2 separate regions of the Zea mays genome follow, and region 1 is linked to region 2. A link is a contact called in public Hi-C data. All regions are on one chromosome and are shown on one strand. Each heading gives the region's core, a stretch centred on a gene start, on an enhancer-like site or on the middle of the called end of the contact. The rest is flanking DNA. Distances are from core to core; before and after follow the strand shown.

The links. Hi-C and Micro-C count contacts between places; a contact is called where the count stands out from the background.
Region 1: a contact with region 2 is called in a Hi-C map of bundle sheath, with 3 times the contacts expected there. The contact joins the promoter of LOC100381658 here to the promoter of LOC103651072 in region 2. A contact is called at or near these places in 3 of 25 Hi-C or Micro-C datasets (bundle sheath, ear and leaf).

What each region holds. Positions count from the first base shown.
Region 1 is chr3:190,927,510-190,932,318 of Zm-B73-REFERENCE-NAM-5.0, forward strand. LOC100381658 (23-bisphosphoglycerate-independent phosphoglycerate mutase 1) reads right to left here and starts at 2,155. Exons shown (of 10, transcript NM_001174473.1): 1 at 2,101-2,155; 2 at 1,575-1,739; 3 at 840-967; 4 at 154-304; 5 at 1-72. The coding sequence starts at 1,727.
Region 2 is chr3:190,592,671-190,597,478 of Zm-B73-REFERENCE-NAM-5.0, forward strand. It overlaps LOC103651072 (WUSCHEL-related homeobox 8-like), which reads right to left and starts at 2,168. Exons shown (of 3, transcript NM_001301436.1): 1 at 1,447-2,168. The coding sequence starts at 1,663.

The DNA of each region.
Region 1 (4,809 bases), core at 905-3,404, 330 kb after region 2:
GTCACGCCCATCGGTAAGGATGTGCACACGAATTTTTTTTGCTCCTCTCTCACTGACACCTTTCAGAAGTAACTGGATAGAGCAAATAAAAGTAAATCTTGTGGTACGCTTGTAACTTAACTAATATAAATTGAATAAAGATTATTAGCAAACCTGCAGTTGGTCAAGGCGGGAGTGGACACCACCATCACTCAACAACCCAATAAGGTGAAGAGTACCATTTTCAAAAGATTCTTTGATGTAGTTGAACCCATCTCCATCATAAATCTTTCCTGAGGCAAGAGCTTGATCAACAAGCTTAGCACTATAGACAAAAAGAATGCAGTACTCAGTCAGATCAGAGAACATCTAGTATGTACTCTTAAGGACTAAAGGTTTTATCTAAGACTAACATGACAAACAAAATAGTACACTAAGATCAAGTTCTTGGTTGCATGCGAATTCAAATGTTGAGCCAAAAAGTACACTGCAGTAGTGAGAAACAAATCAGCACATGCAAGATTGGTATCCTAGTTAGCATCAATTGCTCAAAGCAATAAAATTAATAAAATCATTGATGTGTCAATGAAACTGGTAATTGATGACAATAAAAATAACAAAATTACAGGGTCTATTATCGTCATGAAGAATAAACTTTGTACTGTTCCAAGCTACAAAGATTTTGATCTTTTATGGACAAAATTATTTGTAAGCAACTACATGTCTATCTCACGTGGAGGCTTGGCCTGTATAGAAAAAGTATAGCTTTCGACATTGATGTTCAAATGCAATATTGAAACCACAGCGCATTAGTTACAACAGAAAACATATTTCCAAAAATAACTAAATATCTAACATACCCTTGGGCGAAAATCCGACCAGCACCAAGTGCATTGTGACCAACTTCACTGTTGCCCATGTCATCATCAGATGGGAGACCCACAGCTGTTCCATGAGCCTTCACTAGTCTCCATTTCTCAGGAGCACCCTAATACATGTATTTCACAAAAGGGTGAGTGCATGAAGACAGTATACCTGCAAATCAAATTATGCTGACAGAACAGAACAATCTTTCGTCCGTGAGAAAGAAGCAGAGGTTTCATGCAACTCCATGTAATTTTTCATTAACACTAAGTATGAGACAACGGGTCAAACAAGCAGTTGAATGGATACACTTTCAAAGCATTAGTGACCTCAGGGCATAACCATTTTCAGACGATCCTATTACATAAACTTTTGTATTCAGAGAAAAACCCAGCATTCAATGATTTCCCCAAAGCCCCATATACATAACAGTGAGTATTGGTGTGGACAAAGCATATAACCTTAATCTGTAGAACTTAACCTTAATCAAGATTATATATAAAATCTAAAAGACATTACATACAAGTATTAATTCAAATTAGATCCGTCATCACTGAACTGGAGCTAAGAATTAGGCTCCCGATAAAAACGCAGCCAGTGCAAATTTAGCAACAATCAGAACCAAGATGTCTAGACATCTAGTACAGTACAGTATAAATTAGACAGACCAAAAAATAAGAGCATCCACGCAACCCAAGCAGACGGGCAGGTGTAAAGGAAAGCATACACACATTCTTTAACGAGTCCATGACAGGAGTCTGAGCGACATGGATGCAGTTGTACTGGTCGGGGTTGGCCTCGCCCCATCCGTCCAGCACGACGACAGCCACCGGCTTCCCCTTGGGGAGCTTCGGGTGGTCAGGAAGCGTCCACGAGCTCGCCATCGCCAACGAAACCTACCAAATATCACACAGCAGTCAGCAACATGTTAGACAAGCAGCAAATCCGCATCATAACCAAGCAGATCTGCGCCTGGTTTCAGAATCCGCCATACTGTGTCGCTATAATCAATTAGATCTGAACACGTGATGTAAAATACCCTATTCAGTTAATTCGCACGGCGGATTGAGATTCAACGAACAGCACAGTCGTTTAAAATCTGGTCCAGACCAAATCTGGTTCAGTTAATACGAGGACACAAGCAAATCAGGCGCGAAAGATGGTGGTAGTCGATCTGACGAACGAACGAGGGCGCAAGCAAAGCATCGAGAAATGGAAAGACATGCGAATGGGGGAGGAATCTGGAAGTGTTCTTACCTTTTTGCTCCTGCTTTTGCCTTTGCCTAAACAAGAACTCTGGGCGAGCAATGCGGGGCGACGGAACAAAGGGAGGTGCGAGGCGACGGCGATATTAATAACGAGAAGCGACGGCGACGTGTGAGGAGCGAATAAAAAATGGAATTGCTATATTTAAAGATGGTGTTTCAACTTAACCCAGGCGATTTAACAAGTGGACGGCAGATCGGTGTTCCGCGGGAACAAATGGAGTCATCGGACGGACGAGGTGCGTACAAAAGGTGAGATATTAATGTAGGCGCCTGTTGATACTGTGACACTTTGGACCTGTCCTGCCCCACGTCCACATTAGAGATGGCAACGGGTACAAACCCGCTGGGTTTTGTCGTCCCAAACCCGTACCCGTGAAAAATATTTATGCCCATTAAAAAACCCGTACCCATGACGGGTTTGAGATTTTGCCCAAACCCGTACCCATCGGGTTAGCGGGTACCCGCGGGTTACCCACGGGTTTTATCTCCGATATGCTTGTTCTTCCTATAATCAATAAGTATCGTAATGATTAATGAGATCATGGTCCAAAATTTATGTGATGAACAACGAGTTCATGATTTGGTATAAAAATTATTAGTAGAGAGAATGGAATTCAAATAATAAGTTGTATAATTAAGTGACCTTGCACTAAGTTATCCATCCACCACATATATAACGCTAGTAAAAACTATAATAGCAAGCAAGCAACACTCTCACCGACTACTTATACACTCACCATTTGATAAAAATTAGGAAGTAAATAAGGAATAACAAGTTTGTTGTTCGTTTATAAAATAAAATGACAATATGCATTAGGTTTGGTCGGGTTTAAAAAACCCACGGGTTCACGGGTTTGGGTACTATAGGAACAAACCCGTACCCATAAACCAGTCGGGTATAGATTTATGCCCGTTAACAAACCCATGGGTATGAAAATTGACCCAAACCCGTACCCTAATGGGGTAAAAACCCATCGGGTTTCGGGTTTCGGGTACCCATTGCCATCTCTAGTCCACATACCTTATTGTTTAGAAAACAAACAATAATTATATAAAATATAATGCAAAATAAATACTTAAACTCACACCTTAGCAACTTTAGAAATTTTATATCTAACCACAATGCCACACATAAACTCTGTTTGGCACAGCTACTGCTTATTAAAAAGCAGCTTATTTGATAAGCTGGTGAAAAGCAGCTTCTGCTTGTTGGCTGCTTTTAGTTCATTCTGAGAAACAGCTGAACTGATAAGTTGCTGGAGAAGCTGTCTATTTGGCAAAACTTCTGTTTAAATTTGTGAAGAAACTGAAAATAAACTGTGTCAAACAGAGACATACCTTATTGTTTAGAATAACCAATAACAATTACAATAATTATATAAAAATAATGTAAAGTAAACATTTGAACCCACACCTCACTACTTCAGAAATTTTAGAGCTAACCACCGGATCACAGTATCACATGTAACTTATTATTTATAAATAAATAATAATAATATTTAAATAAATATCTTAATATATAAAAAAATAGTAAAACACGGTAACTGGCTAGTTGTATATTATAGGGGATTAGGGAAAGAAAAGATGGGTTTTGGTTCAGAGAACGAGGAATGGCTCCGCCGGGTTTGTGGATCCAGACGGCGGAGACCTGCCAGTTTTATTTTGTGCCCCTAGTATCCGACGGTAAAGATGGTGGGCTGCTATTGCGCGGCCCAGATGGGGCCCAGTGGTAGTCAGCACCGGGCAACAGAACAGTAGTCCACCTCACGGCAGTCCCACCAACGGAACGAGTTTGGACTTTCTACATCAGAGGGGGGCCGCATGCGTGAAAGCGTCAGACCCAGGGTCGGATATTCCATTCAGATATTCGAGCTGCAAGCAGTGGTGTTAGCATGGAACAGCAGAGCGCCCTGTGATTGTGAGCGAAATCAAGGAATTGTCTCGGTCATCTGAAGTTCTGGCTACATGTACAACCCGGGGTCTATTGAGACTTGAGAGGTTATTTGAAAAGAAAAATACAAGAGCTTAACGACTCTCCATATAATATCTCTTAGCTACATTTATTTTATAATGTTTCTCTTAATTATCTCTTGTACTTGAAAAACTGTACCATAATATTAGGGTTCTACCTCCCCTTAGGCTATTTACAATGGTCGTTTCTTAGTAGTTTCATGTACATTTAAAATTGTCACATTAGCTTTCTAGATAACACGACATACATTTAAGAGGATTGAGTTCTATTAGATGAAATTGGTTTTATAGAAATGAAACTATACAACTCGTTTTCATGGTCTTGGTCTCTTGGAAACCGTATAAAACCTCATTGAGAGTGTTTTATTTCATCTTCACATATTTTATTAATTTTTATTGGTCATCGAGTTGCAGCATTTAATTGGTATATTAGTCTATAAAATGGTGAAGTGAAATTTTGTATTGAGAGGTATTGTTTTATCTTAATTTTATATCGTGTTTGATGATGTGGCAGTGCTAGAAAGAGTGCTACGAAATTGTCACTCATAACCTTAGAGTCTTCCCTTAAATATCGGTCTGCATGCTTAAAGTTAGTTAGGGAGCCACAAAACTGGAGGGTGTTGAAGAAACTAAATTTCTCTTTTTATTCAGTTTTAAATATGTATAGAATTTTAGCCCATTTAATTCACTCTGTTAAGTCAACTAGGGACCTGCCGTATACACGTTT
Region 2 (4,808 bases), core at 918-3,417:
ATGCAAGTGTGATGGGCTGATGGCCCAACGAAAGACACATGCAAAACTTGTACCTCCTTGGAAGTCAAGCTTAGATTCTGCAGGACAGCAGAAGAATATGGAATAATCAGGGTGGCACTGTGGCAGGGTGCACGTGGCACAGAATAGCAATTGGTTGGCCCTACATGACAATCATGTCGTAATAGCTATTCATTATTATTTCTTTAACTAAAGGACCATTTTTCTATTTGCGTGTGTCATCCTTGCAGAGGGGTTATGATAATCTTCCAATTAAAGAACTAATTGCTTGGGCATAGAAACCATATCATATAGAGAAAAATAGAATTTTAGCACAAATAACAATCATGCTGCAACCATGATGACCTTGAGAAATTAATCAAAATGCATGTAGATTAGGTCACTAACTCAAAAAGAGAGAAGCAAATAAGAACAAGGATTCCCACTCCTTGGTATTGACTAAACCTATTCCCATTTTGATGTGTTGGCACTTATAACCTATTGTCAGGTATCTACAAAGTGCACAACAAATAATGCAAGTTCTGTTCAACCAGACAATAAGGTCCACTAAATGGAATTCTGCTTGCAAGTTCTAGTTTATGGGTTTCTGTAATCAATGCATTAACGCAGTTGTCCTAACCTCACTGCAAAGAAACAATGCAGCCTAACACACATTGTAAATTGGTTCACTAAACCAAAGAAAAGGATGGTCATTACAATTCCATTACCAAGATATGTTACGAGTAGCATCTCGTGCAAATAACAAATCCAAAAGAAACCACTACAGTTAATTAATGACAGAAACTAGCAACACATTATGAATTATATTCTTACTACCCCCATACCCATGATTACCATTGTAAGATAGTACATAGACGGCTAGCAGAGTAAAACGGACTAGACAAAAGCCATAGTACACAGATGGCGAGCAGAGTAAAGCAGACCAGGCAGCCGAAACTATGCATCTAGCAACATGAACAGAGTGAAAAGATACTCCTTCACTCTTCACCAATTGGAGATGGCAGACTAAAGTACTGGACATAAATTGAACAGAAGGCCAACAGTGATGAATGAAACCTGCTCATGAAGCGATAAACAACTATAATAGCAAATCTTGGACGGCGAGTAAAAATGAAAAGAGTTTGACCGCTAATAATTTCGTATGATCGGCCAACGCATCTTCTTGTAACGCCAGAATTAGCTCTATTCATAAATAACCAAAGCATGCGGACTTTAGAGAAGCCATGGCAAAAAAAAAAAAAAGAAAAAGAAAAGAAAACTACACGATTTTTCTTTCTGGACAAAGAGGCAAAGATGGGACAAGCCACAATGCAGGTCCCAAGGAAAAGCAAAGGAATCCCCAAAAATTCCCGTTTGCAAACCCCCATAACAGACAACAAGACGAGCAGAGAGTAGCAATTGGTTTTGCCCGCAACTGCGGCGACCGACCTGCAATGGTGTCCTGGTGCTCGGTGAGGGCGCGGTGCATCTCGACAAGCTGCTCGCAGATGGTGGCGTAGATGGAGATCTGCTTGCGGAGCACCTCCATCTGTTCGTCGGTCATGACCTTGACGTATCCCGCGAGCCCTTCCGCTCCCCCAGCCCTCTCGTCCGCCGCCGCTGCGGCGGCGGCGGCGGAGGCCTTGGTCCTGTCCACCCACTCCATCCCCGATGACCCCCGCACTGCCAGACGCTACAGGATGCACGAAATGGCAGGATCGGAAGGGGGGCACGCGATAGAAATTGGGAAAGTGACGCGCTATTTGTGCTGCGGAATGGGGCTACGCGAGGAAGAAAATCGGCCAGTTAGGCAGGCACCCGGTTGGAGGCGATGCGGGAGGCGGCCCGCGACAGCATGAGTCCATGCGACGCGGCAGGGAAGGCTCGGATATGCGTGCTCCTCCAGTCCTCCGCGGGATGGCAGCGCGGCTGCCGCACGGGGTGGCGATTGGTGGTGGTGAGCGAGCGAGGCACAGCAGCGGGCACCGGAGGCAGCAGGTGAACTGGCAGGAGAGAGCAGAGGCCACAGCAGGGGGGCGTGGGGATGGTCAGACAGGAATGGGGAAAGTGGCAGCAGGCGTATTTGGAAGTGGGAAGGCGGTGGCGGCGGTTGTGGACGCGCGCACCGGCCACGAGCGGGCGCCGCGACTCGCGGCGGAAAGAAATTACGGGCGGCGCGCGCATGCGGACAGAACACGGAGGGGACGGATGGGTCGCGCCGCGCGTTACGCCGTGACGTGCGGAGGGGTGGGTGGGCTGGCCGGGCCCCATCAGCGACGGGCGATCAGCGGCACGACAGACAGGTGGGGCCGTCCTAGGCAGGGGCCCTTGGGTGGTCAATGGCTCCTTGCGTCGGGCAGCGGGAGGAGACCTGACCCGTGGACGGAGACGTCGACCGGCCCCCTGGCGGTGGGACCCAAACGCAGACAGCAATTATCGCGGCAGCACAAACGTTATGCTTTTCCTTAACATTGAAGATGGGCGCAAATCTCTACTACTTATTAAGTAAGCAATAGTAGCCTGCCTTTTTGTGTTCTGCCTTCGGTGAATCTGTACCATCCGTTCGCTTCTGTGAATCCACACCGTTCGCCCGCCCACACCCGCGTTCGTTCCCCCGCCTCCCCTCCCCACCCCGCGTGAGCCGCCGCCGCCCCATCCCCATCCGCATCCCCGCTGCCGCGAATCGTGCGACCTCCGCGCGACCCGGCCGGCGGAGGGCATGGGCGTCAGAGGCGAAGGAGAGGTGGGCGGCGCGGACGTCCGGTGGCGTGAATGTCGCCCCTTCCCCGCAGCTGTCACCAGCGCGGTCCAAGCCCGGATCCATGGCGCCGCCCTCGCCCTCCCCCCGCCAATCTTGCAGTCGCGGCCCCTTCAACACCGGACACCCGATCCCCTTCAACACCGGAGACGTCGCCCTTCCCACCTTCCCCGTCTTCCTCGGTGAGGTCGATCTCGATGATCTTGACCTTGGTAGCGAGGCCACGGAGGAAGGCAGATGCGACCGAGGGGGAGGTCGAGATCCGGCACCTGGAGGAGGCCATCCACGATGCCATGGTGCGTGGCATGCAAATGTTGCGAGACGAGCAGCAAGGCCACCGCGATGGGATCTGGGAGGAGGCAAGCGGTCCTCCTCCATCTTCGGCGACGAGCTCGTACATTCCCCTTCATCCCCTCCGTACCCTTCCCACCACCATCACCCGATCAAGCGGGCCTGCTGCTCCCCGTCACGAGAGGTTCTGCTCTACCACCTCCTCCCCATCTTCCGAGACATCTAGAAGCTGAAGAGTGAGGTGGCCCTGCTCGTCGCCGCCAGCACCGAGCTCTTCCTAGGCAGCCTCACGGCAGGGGGCCACACAACGATGGCGCGGCAACTCCGGCAAGCGGTCCGTGCCGTGCACGTCTGGACCGCGGCCTGCGGGCACTGTCCCATGACAGACTTCCCCCTTGACTGCCTCGCAGCGAAGAGGAGTCTCCCCGCGTCTACTTTTGGATCCGGTGCTTGGTACAGGTCAGTTTTACCTGATATTCTGTTTCTGTTCCTTGTTTGTTTGAACTGAGGTTGATTTAGGTTGTGAACTTGTGATGACAAAAATAGCATCCTGTTGAAACTATGCATGTATATACAGAAATGATTTGGACAACGAGATATCCTGATGCATTGTCACTTAATGATTCTCACAGATTTTGCAACCACTGAAGAATTTTGTTTATTGGCATGTCTGTTTGGAAATGCCCTGAATCTTGTAAAAGCTGATGCATTGCTGAATTAATCGGTCATACTTTACGCCTTCAATCAATATGAAAGTGTGGTGTCCATTTTCTGAAGTTTGAAGAAATGCTTATCACTGTACCTACTAGAAATGCTTATCACTGGTTTCAAATAATGGAAGTACCATCAAGCTTTTGACGTTGATAGTTTTGCCAAATTAATCGTGAATACAAACTTCAGATAATGGAACCATCAAGCTTTTAATTGCCTTTTTTACTTACCCAGTCTAATACCATCTACAAGGTACTGAATTAATCGAAGAATTTGTCATCTTTGTCATTTGCTCAGGGAAGACTAGCAAATGTTGGTGATTTAGCAGTCAAAAGAGTAAACCCAGAAGCGGGGATCGTGGAGCTAACAAATCATGTGAACTACTATGTGCAATCACACATACAGGGCAACCACCTCAATGATTGGTTGGTGTTTTCCCCTCTCTGCTTGTTCTTAGCACTGCAATTGATATCTCTAGGAAACTATGGCATTTTTCCTTTGTGGGATTAACCGAGTTCAGTTGGAACAGTAAGAAGTAAACCATGCTAAGACATCGATCTGGACAATATTGACAGCATTGACATCGAGAGCAGAGGTGATTTCATTTGCGTAATGTGATGCTCACGCCTGGTTTAGGTAGTAGAGTAGTAGCAACGAGCTTCCTTTGGTTGTCGCTCACAAGAGAGTAGAAGAGTAGCAGTACAACAGGTTCAGGTAGCAGAATAGCAGTAGCGTTGTCATAGATCATGCACTTATATGCTGAGATCTGCACAAAAATTCTATGACCAGTTGAATCAGCACATCCATTCCCCTACGATTTCTGTTGTCGATCAGAAATTCAACAATCTGTAGTTCGTTTTTATAGAATCAATTCAGGGATCTCAATATTAGCGGCCATAGTTTTTAGCTGCAGATAAATGTCATTTGTTTGTAACCCAATAAAGTATTTCAGGCAAATTTTGACTGATTTAAATGTTCAGTCTGGACAGTGACTTCAGACAGTATAGATGGTACCAGTGTCAGTCCATTACAAGGTTTTGCATTATACTGC